3 separate regions of the Sus scrofa genome follow, and regions 2 and 3 are each linked to region 1. Evidence: chromatin contacts called from public HiChIP or PLAC-seq data. All regions are on one chromosome and are shown on one strand. Each heading gives the region's core, a stretch centred on a gene start, on an enhancer-like site or on the middle of the called end of the contact. The rest is flanking DNA. Distances are from core to core; before and after follow the strand shown. Region 1 has its middle 99 kb from the start of MTSS1. Region 2 overlaps MTSS1 (metastasis suppressor protein 1). Region 3 overlaps MTSS1 (metastasis suppressor protein 1).

Evidence for each region. HiChIP or PLAC-seq counts read pairs in DNA pulled down with a chosen protein or histone mark.
Region 2: a contact with region 1 is called in an H3K27ac HiChIP or PLAC-seq map of alveolar macrophages. The contact joins two enhancer-like sites. A contact is called at or near these places in 2 of 2 datasets of contacts at active chromatin or transcription factors (alveolar macrophages and skeletal muscle).
Region 3: a contact with region 1 is called in an H3K27ac HiChIP or PLAC-seq map of alveolar macrophages. The contact joins two enhancer-like sites. A contact is called at or near these places in 1 of 47 Hi-C or Micro-C datasets (liver) and 2 of 2 datasets of contacts at active chromatin or transcription factors (alveolar macrophages and skeletal muscle).

What each region holds. Positions count from the first base shown.
Region 1 is chr4:14,832,384-14,836,492 of Sscrofa11.1, reverse strand. No RefSeq gene overlaps it. Among named protein-coding and RNA genes, the nearest start is that of MTSS1, 99 kb to the left of the region's middle. Within about 2 kb of position 2,317, at least 9 of the 83 cell types and tissues checked have an H3K27ac peak or open chromatin away from gene starts, as enhancers often do. A contact at or near this core is called in alveolar macrophages, where this site is marked.
Region 2 is chr4:15,087,982-15,092,090 of Sscrofa11.1, reverse strand. MTSS1 (metastasis suppressor protein 1) reads right to left here. Exons shown (of 15, transcript XM_021088945.1): 9 at 3,821-3,918. Among named protein-coding and RNA genes, the nearest start is that of NDUFB9, 23 kb to the left of the region's middle. Within about 2 kb of position 2,315, at least 1 of the 83 cell types and tissues checked has an H3K27ac peak or open chromatin away from gene starts, as enhancers often do. A contact at or near this core is called in alveolar macrophages, where this site is marked.
Region 3 is chr4:14,980,021-14,984,129 of Sscrofa11.1, reverse strand. The region is part of intron 3 of MTSS1 (metastasis suppressor protein 1); the gene reads right to left. Among named protein-coding and RNA genes, the nearest start is that of MTSS1, 49 kb to the right of the region's middle. Within about 2 kb of position 2,344, at least 20 of the 83 cell types and tissues checked have an H3K27ac peak or open chromatin away from gene starts, as enhancers often do. A contact at or near this core is called in alveolar macrophages, where this site is marked.

The sequences.
Region 1 (4,109 bases), core at 1,068-3,567:
TGGAAAGTAACTGGGTGATTTGCAGTGACCCACAGAAGCTCATGCCTAACAGCTGCTCTAGCAAAATGCTTCCCTGAGCATTAGGCCATGTGCTGGCAGCTATCTGAAAGCTCAGGGATGTCTGGGCCCCAAGGAGACCACTGCTGTTTCTAGAGAGTTCTGTAAGGACCCCAGGTCTTTGGAAGGACCATCTAAGGGTGTTTTTCAGGGGAGTCAAGTTCCAGGTTTTGATGCCCTGACCCCTCCAGCCTCAGCTCCAGCCCCTGACCCAGAGCTACAGCTTTGGGACCGCGGCAGAAAGTCAAGGCCGGCAGCGAAAGGCTGGGGGCAAGAGGAACACACACCACAGTGTGAAATGTGAGGAAGGCTCCTCCGTGTCCCTTCCCGGCTGCGACAGGCGCCATCTGGACTTCTGTGGAACTGGCTCAGCCTCCTCTGGCTGGAACTGGCGTGATAAGGATCATTTTGTCTCCTTCAGGAGCAGGGCTGGATGCCCCGCAGTTCTCTGCATCCCTAGAGCCCAGGGACTGTGCCATCTGAGTCCTGAGTTATAACAGGCAGCTAACCTCTCGGAATAACGTTTGGGCCCTGTGCACCTGGGATTCTACTTACACAGGGCTCAGGCTGACCCAAAACTCAGAGGAGGTGGGCACAGAGGGACTGGAGTCACGAGGAGGGCAAGACAGATGCACAGGGCCCTTCAGGAGGATGCCTGCCCAGCCCAAGGCTTCTCCTGGGACAGAAGCCGGCGTTCCACACCTCCCTGACTTTCCCGCCCATCTGCAGGATGGAGAGCCAGGGGTCTGGCTGAACGACCCATTGGGGCCCAAGCCCCCACTCCCGCCTGGTCACATCAGTCTTGGGGGAGGGGGAGGAGACCTGGGTGCATGTCCCAGTTGGGTCGCTTTCTCATTGCAAGGCTAGTCACATGCCTTCCCTGGGTCTCAGGTTCACTTTCTTAGAGGGTATTGGATTAGCTACTTTTCGTCTCTGCCTGGCCTCTCAGTGTCTCTAGATCTAGACTCTAAGAGCCTTGACAGGGTTCTGCTTCCAGAGCAAGAGGAAGGGAGTGAGCCACAACGGGGAGGGGTGTGGACCTTGGGATCAGACTGCCGGAGGTTAAATCCTGACTCTCCCTTCCTGACTGTTGGGAGACTCTCAGCCTCAGTTTTCATGCTGGCAAAATGGAGACAGTTACTCCATAATGCTATCATGAGGAAGGCAAGGGAGAAACCCCATGAAGCCCAGGACCTGACATGGGAAACTTTCAACAATCCCTAGCTTATTATTTTGTGTTACTCTAGTCTACTACGGTGTCAAGATGGTAGCAGATATTGGCTAAAATTATTTCCAGATAGAAACATCATACCTTACCTACCACAGATTCAACTATCCTACAGGCCAGTCCACGTCCCCTGTAAAGGTCACTCATTCATTCAATAGGAATCAATCAATGTTCAGTGCATTTCTTAGGTGGGGCATCCGGGACTGGGGATGCAAAGATGTCAAGATCTTACTTTGTTTCTTTTTGTCTTTTAGGGCAATGCCCACAGCATTACAGGCTGGGGGTCCAATTGGAGCTACAGCTGCCGGCCTACGCCACAGCCACAGTAACATCAGATCCGAGCCACGTCTGCAACCTACACCACAGCTCACGGCAATGCTGGATCCTTAACTCACTGAGTAAGGCCAGGGATCAAACACTAGTCAGATTCGTTACCACTGAGCCATGACCGGAACTCTAAGGTCTTTACTTTAGAATTTACTCTGATACAATCCTAACACAGAACACATCTGAGTAGAAATATCTGTTGAGCATTTATATAAGTGAGACAACTGCCCTGATGCCACTGGGGATTCAGTATGATGAACCATTCCCTGCCAGAGAGAGTTTAGTTCAGTTTTGGGTTTTTTCACTTTTTTAAATTTTTTGTCTTTTCTAGGGCCACTCCACAGCATATGGATGTTCCCAGGCTAGGGGTCCAATAGGAGCTACAGCTGCCAGCCTACACCACAGCCACAGCAACACCAGATCCTTAACCCCCTGAGCGAGGCCAGAGATTGAACCCTCAACCTGGTTCCTGGTTGGATTCATTAACCACTGAGCCATGACGGGAACTCTGACAGTTTAGTATTTTGAAGAGAAGGAAAAACACATACTTGTGAAGCAACGTAAAGCGAATTTCAGGGCCTCCTATGTTCCCCAGTGGTAACCAATTTGCACATCTGTGATTAGTTCTGATCATTTTGTGCCAAGGACTGGATCTAGGGCATTTCATGCCAGGCCTCACTCAGCCTCGTGAGGCAGTCACTGATGTAAACCCCATTTCACAGAAAAAGGAACTAGTCTTGGTGACAGTCAGTAACTTCTCAAAAGTCACACAGGTGGCAAGAGGCAGAGGTCTGTCCTCTCTCACAGCGCCCCACCATCTCTGTTTGCTGGGGCTGCCTTTATAAAGTACTACAGTTGGGTGACATAAACAAGAGAAATTGGTTATCTCACAGTTCTGGAGGCTGGAAGTCCAAGGTCAAGGTGTCAGTGGGGGTGGTTTCCTCAGAGGCTGGGAGGAAGAATCTGCTCTGTGCTGGGGAGGAGGGTCCCACGGTGCCCCTGCCACTCTGCCCATTGGGATGGACCAGCTGGCACGATGTGGGGAGCAGGCAGAGATGGCAGATCACCACTGCATGTCAGAGCGTAACTGCAACAAGGATGGCAAAGCAATGGCTCCTTACCGCACTGAGTGAAGCATTTGGTGTGCAAACCTCTTTGCTGTGCACAGCAACCCTAAGGATAGGCGTTACCTTGTCATTTCCTAGAAGAAAAACCCTGGATTCCTAGAGATCAGGTTCTTGTCCAGAGCCACGGACCCCGAGGCTTCACCAACACAGGGTCTGGCATTTATAAGATATTGGCCAGTATCATTTTACTACATGCCTCCTTTCCCATGGATCTTTCGGGTTAAAATAACACCCTTTCCCCCTCACCTCTCTTCTGGTGCTTTGGAACCCTGCCTGGGCCTGATTAGCTCTTAGCCAGGGGCAGTGGATGAAGCTGGTGAGTTCCAAGGACAGTAGTAGCCACAGGCGGTGTGCCTTTGGAACAAAGCTGGGCGGGGCCTTGGAAGGGGAAGCCAGGGAAGCCGGCCCACAAGGGCCCGCCCTGTGCGGCTTCCCTCCCTGAGCTGTAGGACCTGCACACGCTCCGCTCCCTGAGCAGCAATGGAAGTGAGCTCAAGGTTTGTTCTGGAGGTTGCTCTTGACATTGCTGTAGAAAACGCCATTGTTTTAATTGTCCCAGAAAGTGGGCTGGGACAGCCTTTTCCCAGGGGTAAGTCCTTGAGTAGAGGCAGGGCCGGGGCTGGAGGGACCCAAGCCAGGGCCCTCTGGCTGCCTCTTGGGCTCTCTAAATGTTTTTTTTCTGATTATAAAAGTTACTTTACCAGTGATTATTTTTCAAAATCTACAAAAACGTGTAAAATACAAAGCAACAGTTCTCACAATCCTAGCCATGGGTATCCAGCTTTCCCCAGTTTTTCTATTCACAAACATTATATACAAATAGCATCAAAAAAAGTATCATTTCCTCCTCCATCTGCTTTTGCCACTTAATGATATGGGCACTTCATCTTCTGTCTATAAGAATGCCATTCTATTTAAAGGCCGTATAGAGTTTGATTGTTTCACTACATGAAAAAGCATAACTTATTTAACTAGTTGTATAGTCTTTTATGTCGTTTCCTATTTGTAATTCTTACTAACCACAATGAAATAAAAATTCTTGTTTCAATTATTCCATTCCTTTGTCTTCTTGGAATTAAGTCTTATAAGTGTAGTTGCTATATATCTGGAAAAATGAAAACTGTAATTTGAAAAGATACATGCACCCCAATATTCACTGCAGCACTATTTATAACAGCAAAGACATGGAAGAAACTTAAATGTCCGCTAATACAGGAATGGATAAAGATGTGGTGTATATGTATGTATGTATGTATATATTATTACTCAGCCATGAAAAAGAATGAAATAATGCTATTTGTAGCAACATGGATGGACCTAGATATTCTCATACTAAGTCAGACAGAGAAAGACAAATACCATAACACTTA
Region 2 (4,109 bases), core at 1,066-3,565, 260 kb before region 1:
GGGGGAGACCCAGTCAACGGTGCAATGAGGCGGCCTTAGGACGCAGGCCTGTGATTCTTAAGAGTCCAGTGCTTATGGAAAAATGTTCAACATCGATAATTATTAGAGAAATGCACATCAAAACTACAATGAAGGACCACCTCACACGGGTCAGAGTGGCTACGATTATTAAGTCTACAAATGACAAATGCTGGAGAGGGTGTGGAGAAAAGAGAACCCTCCTACACTGTTTGTGGGAATGTAAATTGGTACAAACACGATGGAGAACAGTATGGAGGGTCCTCAAAAAACTAAAAATAGAACTACCACATGATCCAGCAATCCCACTCTTGGGCATATAACCAGACAAAACTACAAAAAGATCCATGCATGGGTGTGTTCATAGCAGCACGATTCTCAATAGCCAAGCTATGGAAGCAACCTAAATGTCCACCAACAGATGAATGCATTAAGAAAATATGGTACACATATTCCATGCAGTATTATTCAGCTATTAAAGAGAATGAAATAGTGCCATTTGTAGCAACATGGATGCTATTAGAGATTCGCATACTAAGCGAACTAAGTCAGAACGAAAAAGAAGAAAACCATATGCTATCACTTACATGTGGAATCTAAAACATGGCACAAAGGAACCTATCTACAAAACAGAACCAGACTCACAGACATGGAGAGGTGGCGAGAGAGAGTAGGATGGACTGGGAGTTTGGGGTTAGTAGATGCAAACTATTACCTCTAGAATGAATAAACAACAAGATTCTACTGTAGAGCACAGGGAACTATATCCAGTCTCTTGGGACAGACCATGGTGGAAGATAATAAAGGGGTGTGTGTGGGGGTGTATGTGTCTGGGTCACTTTGCTGTACAGCAGAAATTGACACAACACTGTAAATCAACTATACTCTAATAAAAAATAGGAAGCAGATGTCTCTCTCTCTTTTTTTTTTTTTTTGGTCTTTTTACCATTTCTAGGGCTGCTCTGGTGGCATATGGAAGTTCCTAGGCTAGGGGTCAAATCAGAGCTGTAGCTGCCGGCCTACGCCACAGCCACAGCAACGCAGGATCCGAGCCGCGTCTGCGACCCACACCACAGCAATGCCAGATCCTTAACCCACTGAGCAAGGCCAGGGATTGAATCAGCAACCCCATGGTTCCTAGTTGGATTCGTTAACCACTGAGCCATGACGGGAACTCCAGGAAGCAGATGTCTTAAAAAAAAATAAAAGAGTTCAGTGATGCCCAATTCTGCTGTGTCACCTATCGCCAAGCCAGAGGACCCCACTGTCTGTGGCATGAAAAGAATTAGGGCTCATCTCATCTGCTCACCAAAACCACGGCCCTGAAGCCGAAACCACAAAGGCTGCAGCATGACCCAGCTGGAACACGCAAGTATCTCCCTTAGATGGACCACCCGGGCCCAGGAGACCAAGGTCACCGCAGCCAACCATCACTTTGCACCAAGAGACTCCTTGAGGTGATTTAATCCTAAGGAAGCCTTGCACAAGAACCCCGCACAGAACACCAGCAAAGCAACCCTGTGTTTGCATTCATGTGTTTCAGATTTTATTAACAAAGTTGGTGCTTTACTAAATGGCTTGGCCACAGGTGTTTCTCTATTAAAATACCTATAGGCCTGGCATCAGAAAACACCTGGCAAGACTAAAGGCCATCAATCTACGCTGTTTGCTTCCGAGGAGGGACAGTAAACAGGATGCTGGAAAGTGACACGTGCCCGCTGGTGCTCTGTCTGCATCCTGCTTCCAATCCTAAGCAATACGTTGTACACTCTGTCTGATCACTCACATGATGAAACCCAGAAAACTACACAAAGCCGCGTGGTCCAAACAAGCAGAGCTGACACAGATGGGGCAGCTGGTAGAAGCATCAGAAGGTGTGAAATAGGAGTTCTGGTCATGCCACAGTGGTTAACGAACCCGACTAGGTACCATGAGGTTACGGGTTCGATCCCTGGCCTTGCTCAGTGGGTTAAGGATCCGGCGTTGCCGTGAGCTGTGGTGTAGGTTGCAGATGTGGTTTGGACCCCTAGTTGCTGTGGCTCTGGCGTAGGCCGGCGGCTACAGCTCCGATTCGACTCCTAGCCTGGTAACCTCCATGTGCCATGGGAGTGGCCCTAGAAAAGGCAAAAAAAAAAAAAAAAAGACCAAAAAAAGAAAAAAAGGTGTGAAATAAATAACCCAGCCTGGGATTAGAAAGTTTGTGGTTTCTGCTGCTAACTGCGCAAGAGACACATGTCAAATTTCACAAACTCTGACAGCTAACAAGGCAGTCAAGGGCCGTGTGACTGTTCCACACTAGAATTACTTGTGTGAATATTCCTACAGATACAGGGGACTCTTCTGGGGGAAGTCACTGCTACGGGGGATAGTTATCATGACTGTGGCTTTTCCTGTCCCGTCAGCCAGAAAAGGGCATTTGGAGACTGACAGCAAAGCTCATTGCAAGTCCGCTGCAGCAAGCTCAGAGCTGATGGTGTCCACGCAGCATGATTTTCTATTGAAACTGAAACTATAAGAAAGAAAAGATACTCCTGTAGCTTTCTTTTAGACTGAGAAGACAGTTTTCTTGGCCACTAAAGAAAAGAAACCCCTCAATAAAAAAACCTAAATACATGTGTCACACTCACACAGGCCACAAAAGATGACACGGAGTTCCTGCTGTGGCTCAGAGGAAACAAATCTGACTAGCATCCATGAGGATGTGGGTTTGATCCCTAGCCTTGCTCAGTGGGTTAAGGATCTGGCGTTGCCGAGAGCTGTGGTGTAGATTGCAGATGCGGCTCGGATCTCGCATTGCTGTGGCTATGGTGTAGGCCGGCAGCTACAGCTCTGATTTGACCCCTAGCCTGGGAACCTCCATATGCCTAAAAAGACAAAAAAAAAATAAAAAACAAATAATAAAAAGACGACAAGAAGAAGGCAGCCAACATTTGCAGGTTGCAGAAGTCAGGATGGAGCATCCTAAATCTGAAACTTCCCGCTCCGTGTACAGTACACGAGCTCAAAAAGAAAAGACTACACACACACACACACACACACACACACACACACACACGCACATGTTGCCATACATGGATTCTGCAAATCCATCCTGCTCTTTCCTCTTAGTGCTAATTTACAGGACGTGGAAATTCATTTGGCTTTGAAAAGTCAAAGAAAAAGATGAGCAGGTGTGGTAGACCAAGAAAAGTGAGGCATGAAGATGTTTCTACCCTTCCAGAAGAGAATAAACTTGGCAGTCAGCAAGCCAAGAATGGTCTTGGACAGAAAACTGCCAAAAACCAGCCTTGCAAATGGCAAACTATTCCAATGGATTCTCACTGTGAGTCGGTAGGTAACACTAATAACAGGCTGCTGCTGCTGCTGCTGGTGAACAGATTGAGAATTCTATTCACTCTACGAAGCCCTGAGCCTAAATTTGGGGGGAAATGAGGGCCTGAGCCACTGTTACTGCCTTCATTTGTTCTGGCAATGATGAGATGAGCCCGCACAAGAACCAACCTCTTTGCCCTTTTGCAGCCCATGTGGTTTTTACTGGGCCCAATAGGAAAATTCATGAAATGGGAAAACCCATACAGTGCACACTGAGAAAGCTGTGTCCGCTCGTCTAAAGCCTCGTGGGATTTCTTCCTTCTGACTAAACTGGAGACTCAAGAGAGAGCCCCAAATCAAGATGAGATCCTCTCACCCGATCATATCAACATCTCCTGTTAAAATGAGCCATTCTGGAGCTCAGCACTCACATGTGCGTCAAGAAAAATGCCTGGTCCCTAAAGCAGCAGCCCAGCCCGCCTTCACTTACCTGCAGACACTGGATTTGCGGGACATGGTGGTGCTGGGGGAGGAGGGTGGTGTCTGGTACGACCAACTGTAATCAGAACCTTTCAAGTCCAAAATCACCTATGGGGACAGAGCCAGGAGGGTGAGCAATGTGCCGAGAAGGGAAATGTTATCCATCAAATCTTTATACCCATTGTAACACTGAAATTTTGCCATCATTGAGGAGTGGCGATCAAAGAAAAAAATGTTAAGAATTGTTTTAAAAATTAAAGAATCATGGAGTTCCTGTCATGGCTCAGAGGTTAACGAAC
Region 3 (4,109 bases), core at 1,095-3,594, 150 kb before region 1:
GTTCTCCTGATTGCTATTTATACCCTAAGCCCTGGGAAACACACAGAGAAAACACGGAGTTCCATGGGGAGTTTCAGGTTTCGGTATATAAAGCGTGAGAGACAGACGGGTCCCTCCAGGAGAGATTTTCTTAATAGCAACTTCTTTTCTGGCTGGGACCACCACACCTACGGCACAGGGCTTCTCCAACAACTCAATCCCCAGCTCAGAATCCCAGGCAAGGCCCAGCAGCAGGCAGCCCAGGGCCAGGGGTGAGACGGCATCTCCTCCAAAAGGCCCCCATCCCTCCAGACATCCAGCCTGCAGGGGCCAGGGCCAGCCAGCTGTGGCCTCTGATCTCAGTTCAAAGTGACAAAGAAGGAAGCCCCTAGCAAGGTGAGAGCACACAGGCAGAGCAGCGTCACTCCCAGGTAAAAGCAAGGAGGAGAGCTGTAAGGGAAAAAAAGGGGAGTTCCCATCGTGGCTCAGAGGTTAACAAATCCGACTAGGAATGATGAGGTTGCAGGTTCGATTCCTGGCCTCACTCAGTGGGTTAAGGATCCGGTGTGGCCATGAGCTGTGGTGTAGGTTGCAGATGCGACTCGGATCCTGCGTTGCTGTGGCTCTGGTGTAGGCCGGTGGCTACAGCTCCGATTAGACCCCTAGCCTGGGAACCTCCATATGCTGTGGGAAGCGGCCCTAAAAACGGCAAAAAAAAAAAAAAAAAAAAAAAAAGACAGAAAAAAAAGGCTATTTGTATGTCACGACCATGGCACTTGGCTTCCAGGGTGCACTATATAACATGCCTATTGTATTAGTCGTTTATAAAATACCTATTACACTAATAGTATATTATTACAATACTTCTATCATAGAATCTCTTTGAAAGATCACCCGGGACCTGATCACCAAGGGGCTCTTAATAGAGAAACTCAATAACCCGCTGCAGGTGTCAGGGAACGTTCCCGGGGCCGGGTTCAGGGCTTCTACTGTATGAATGAAGGGCACGCCCCTCGAGCAAAGCAGGTGCTCTCACAGCCACTCCAGCCGCCTCTTAGACAGCGGCTGCTCTGCATCTATTCGAACCCCAGCGCTCCGTCCTCCAAGAGGAAAGCTAAGCCAGCCCACAGAGACCCTCTGGGCCACAGGGGTGGTTTCTTTAGACCGCAGGAAGGGAGCTGCCTAATCGCATGGACACAAGTCAGCGATCTTATTCCAGGCTACCTGGGGAGGAAGGGGCAGAGCCGGAGCAGAAAGGAACCCCCGGCCCCCCTCACCACCCCCACCCCCACTGCGGTAAAGGCCCAAGGTCAGTGTTAGAGAAGAGGATCGTTGTGTTCCGCCTCCTCCCAAGTGAAAAGCTAGACTTTGGAATCGTTACACAAACGGTGGTGTTCAAACAACACAGGGAGCCGGGGCGTTCTTTTAAAGAAAGAGCAAATGATAAACTCAAGTCACTAAGTGTCCACTCGGCATCACCCCCCTCTTCAGCAGAGACAAGGGCCAACCCCGGGACTCCTGCGGTGGTCACATCGGAGAAACTATTTCCCCGTGAAAGGGACTCTTCTGCACCAGTCCCAGTTGTTATTGCTGGCGTGTGTGTGTGTGTGTGTGTGTGTGTGTAAGTATTTAAAACATCCACAATGAAAATATACCCATCCTACACATATTTCATATTATCTCAATGATAATGGCAGCCTGACCACTGTTCAGTTTAAATCAACACCCTCTCTCTCTCTCAGAACAACTCTTGTATAAGGATTCATTGATCTACTCTATATCAAGCATGTTGCAGCACAGTGCCTGGCACATTCGTGCACACTGATAAACAAGAGCTTTTTCTTCACTCTAATAGTTTAGCACTTGCAGGCTACGAGGGGCCAGGCCCTTCACACCTATTCTCAAAGGCTCTTCCCCGCAACCCTACATAGGTGCCATAATCAAGTCCACTTCACAGATGAGGAAACTGAGGTACACAGAGATGAAAGCAACTTGCCAAAGGTCACACCACAAAACAAAAACAAAAACAAAAACAAAACAAAAGGCACAGGCTGTCATTCAATCCAAATCAAAGGTTCTTCACCAGCAAGCTCTGCAATTTCTTAACTCTAACAACAAAGGCACGTTTGCACCAGAAGAACTTTTCCATTTCATGCTGCACTGATTTTTGTGGTTATGTGTATGCAGAGCGAAAGCAGGATGGGGAAGCCACTTATTACCGTGTGTGCCACCGCCGTCTTCAGCAGCCTCCCTCCCTCGTGCTGGGCTCAGCCCTGCTGGCTGCAAGCCTCTCCCTGTAGCCTCCATTCTTATGGGGTAAGAACATAGAGAGGAGGCTGGAGCAGCCAGTCTTGGCCCCTGTGAGGCAGCATGAAGCCTGCAGTCAGGAAGGAGGAGGCCAGACACAGTGCACAGGGTGAAGTGGGCTGCCTGGGCCAAGGGCTAAGTGCAAGGCCAGCTAAGCAGCTGCCCGCCAAGCTCTGTTTCAGAGGAGGGGGCAAGAGTGGGGAGGGGCGAGGACCAGGACATCTTCCTCCGGTGAATGTGCACAAACACCCCCCCGCCCCCGTGACTAGACACAGACAGCATTTCATGCCAAATTTATATGGAACACAATCAAACAAAACGAGAGTGTCTGAAGCTTAAATCACATCCTGAAGAAAACAAAAATGGCTTAAGCTTTACTTAGAGCAGCCAAGATATAGAAGCAACCTAAAGCATCCATGGATGGATAACAAATATGTGGTATTATACACACACACACACACACACACTGGAATACTATTCATCCATAAAAAAACACAATTTTGCCATGTGGGGCCACATGGATGGACTTGGAGGGCATTATGCTAAGTGAAATAAATTAGAAAGGTAAATATTGTATGATATTACGTATATGTGGAATCTAAAAAAAATACAACAAACTAGTGAATATAACAAACAAGAAGCAGACTCTCAGATGTACAGAATGAACTAGTAGTTACAGGTGTGGGAAGGAAGGGGGAGGAGCTATACACAGGTAGAGGAGTAAAAGGTACAGACTATTAGGGATAAAATAAGCTACAAGGATTACAACCAGTAGTTTCTAACAACTATAAATGGAGTGCAACCTTTAAAAATTGTGTATCACTATATGGAAAACCTGTAACTTAAAAATATTGTAATTATTCTTCAAAAGAGAAAATACAGAAAGATGGGGGGAAAGGGATGAGCTTAGAAATATGGCTTAACCATTTGTCTTACTTTTTAAAAACTGACCCTTCCGGGGAGTTCCTGTCGTGGCGCAGTGGTTAACGAATCCGACTAGGAACCATGAGGTTGCGGGTTCGGTCCCTGCCCTTGCTCAGTGGGTTAACGATCCGGCGTTGCCGTGAGCTGTGGTGTAGGTTGCAGACTCGGCTCGGATCCTGTGTTGCTGTGGCTCTGGTGTAGGCCAGTGGCTACAGCTCCGATTAGACCCCTAGCCTGGGAACCTCCATATGCCGCGGGAGCGGCCCGAGAAATGGCAAAAAGACAAAAAAAAAAAAAAAAAAAAAAAAAACCTGACCCTTCCCTCCTCAGCTTCTGACAGCATCAGGCCACCCGGGACCCTCTCCTGATAATTCCTAAAGGAGTCAATCAACCGTACGCTGAACTTTCTGGCCCATTTTATTTCCATGGGACCTCAGCCTGGCGCATTCATGTTTAATGTTACAGCACCTCCATTTAAAGGAAGCCAAAAAAAAAAAAAAAGGAGAGCAGTCCAGTTTCTTATACACAAATGCCTTTGGTTCAAAAGCAAGTGTTCAAAATTCAAACACAGAAAATTGAATTTTAAAACGGAAAGGGGACAGTGACTCAGAACATCCTCATTCAAGGAACTGTGAGCAGAAACACGTCTTTCAACAGGCTGTGACCTTTTATCAAATATTAGCACATACACGTGCATACACACACACACAATCGCTAAGCCCTGAGCTCAAAACTTGGGAGGGAATTTTCGAGAGCGCCATCTTCTTTGCCAGCCTGGAAAGGAATGCAACAACACATGCCCATCTCTGGTCTAGAAAACCCCAGCTAGAGGCCAGAGGTGAGACCACCTCCTCCCAGGTTCTAATACAAAGGACCGCATCTGGGTCAACGTCTCTGGC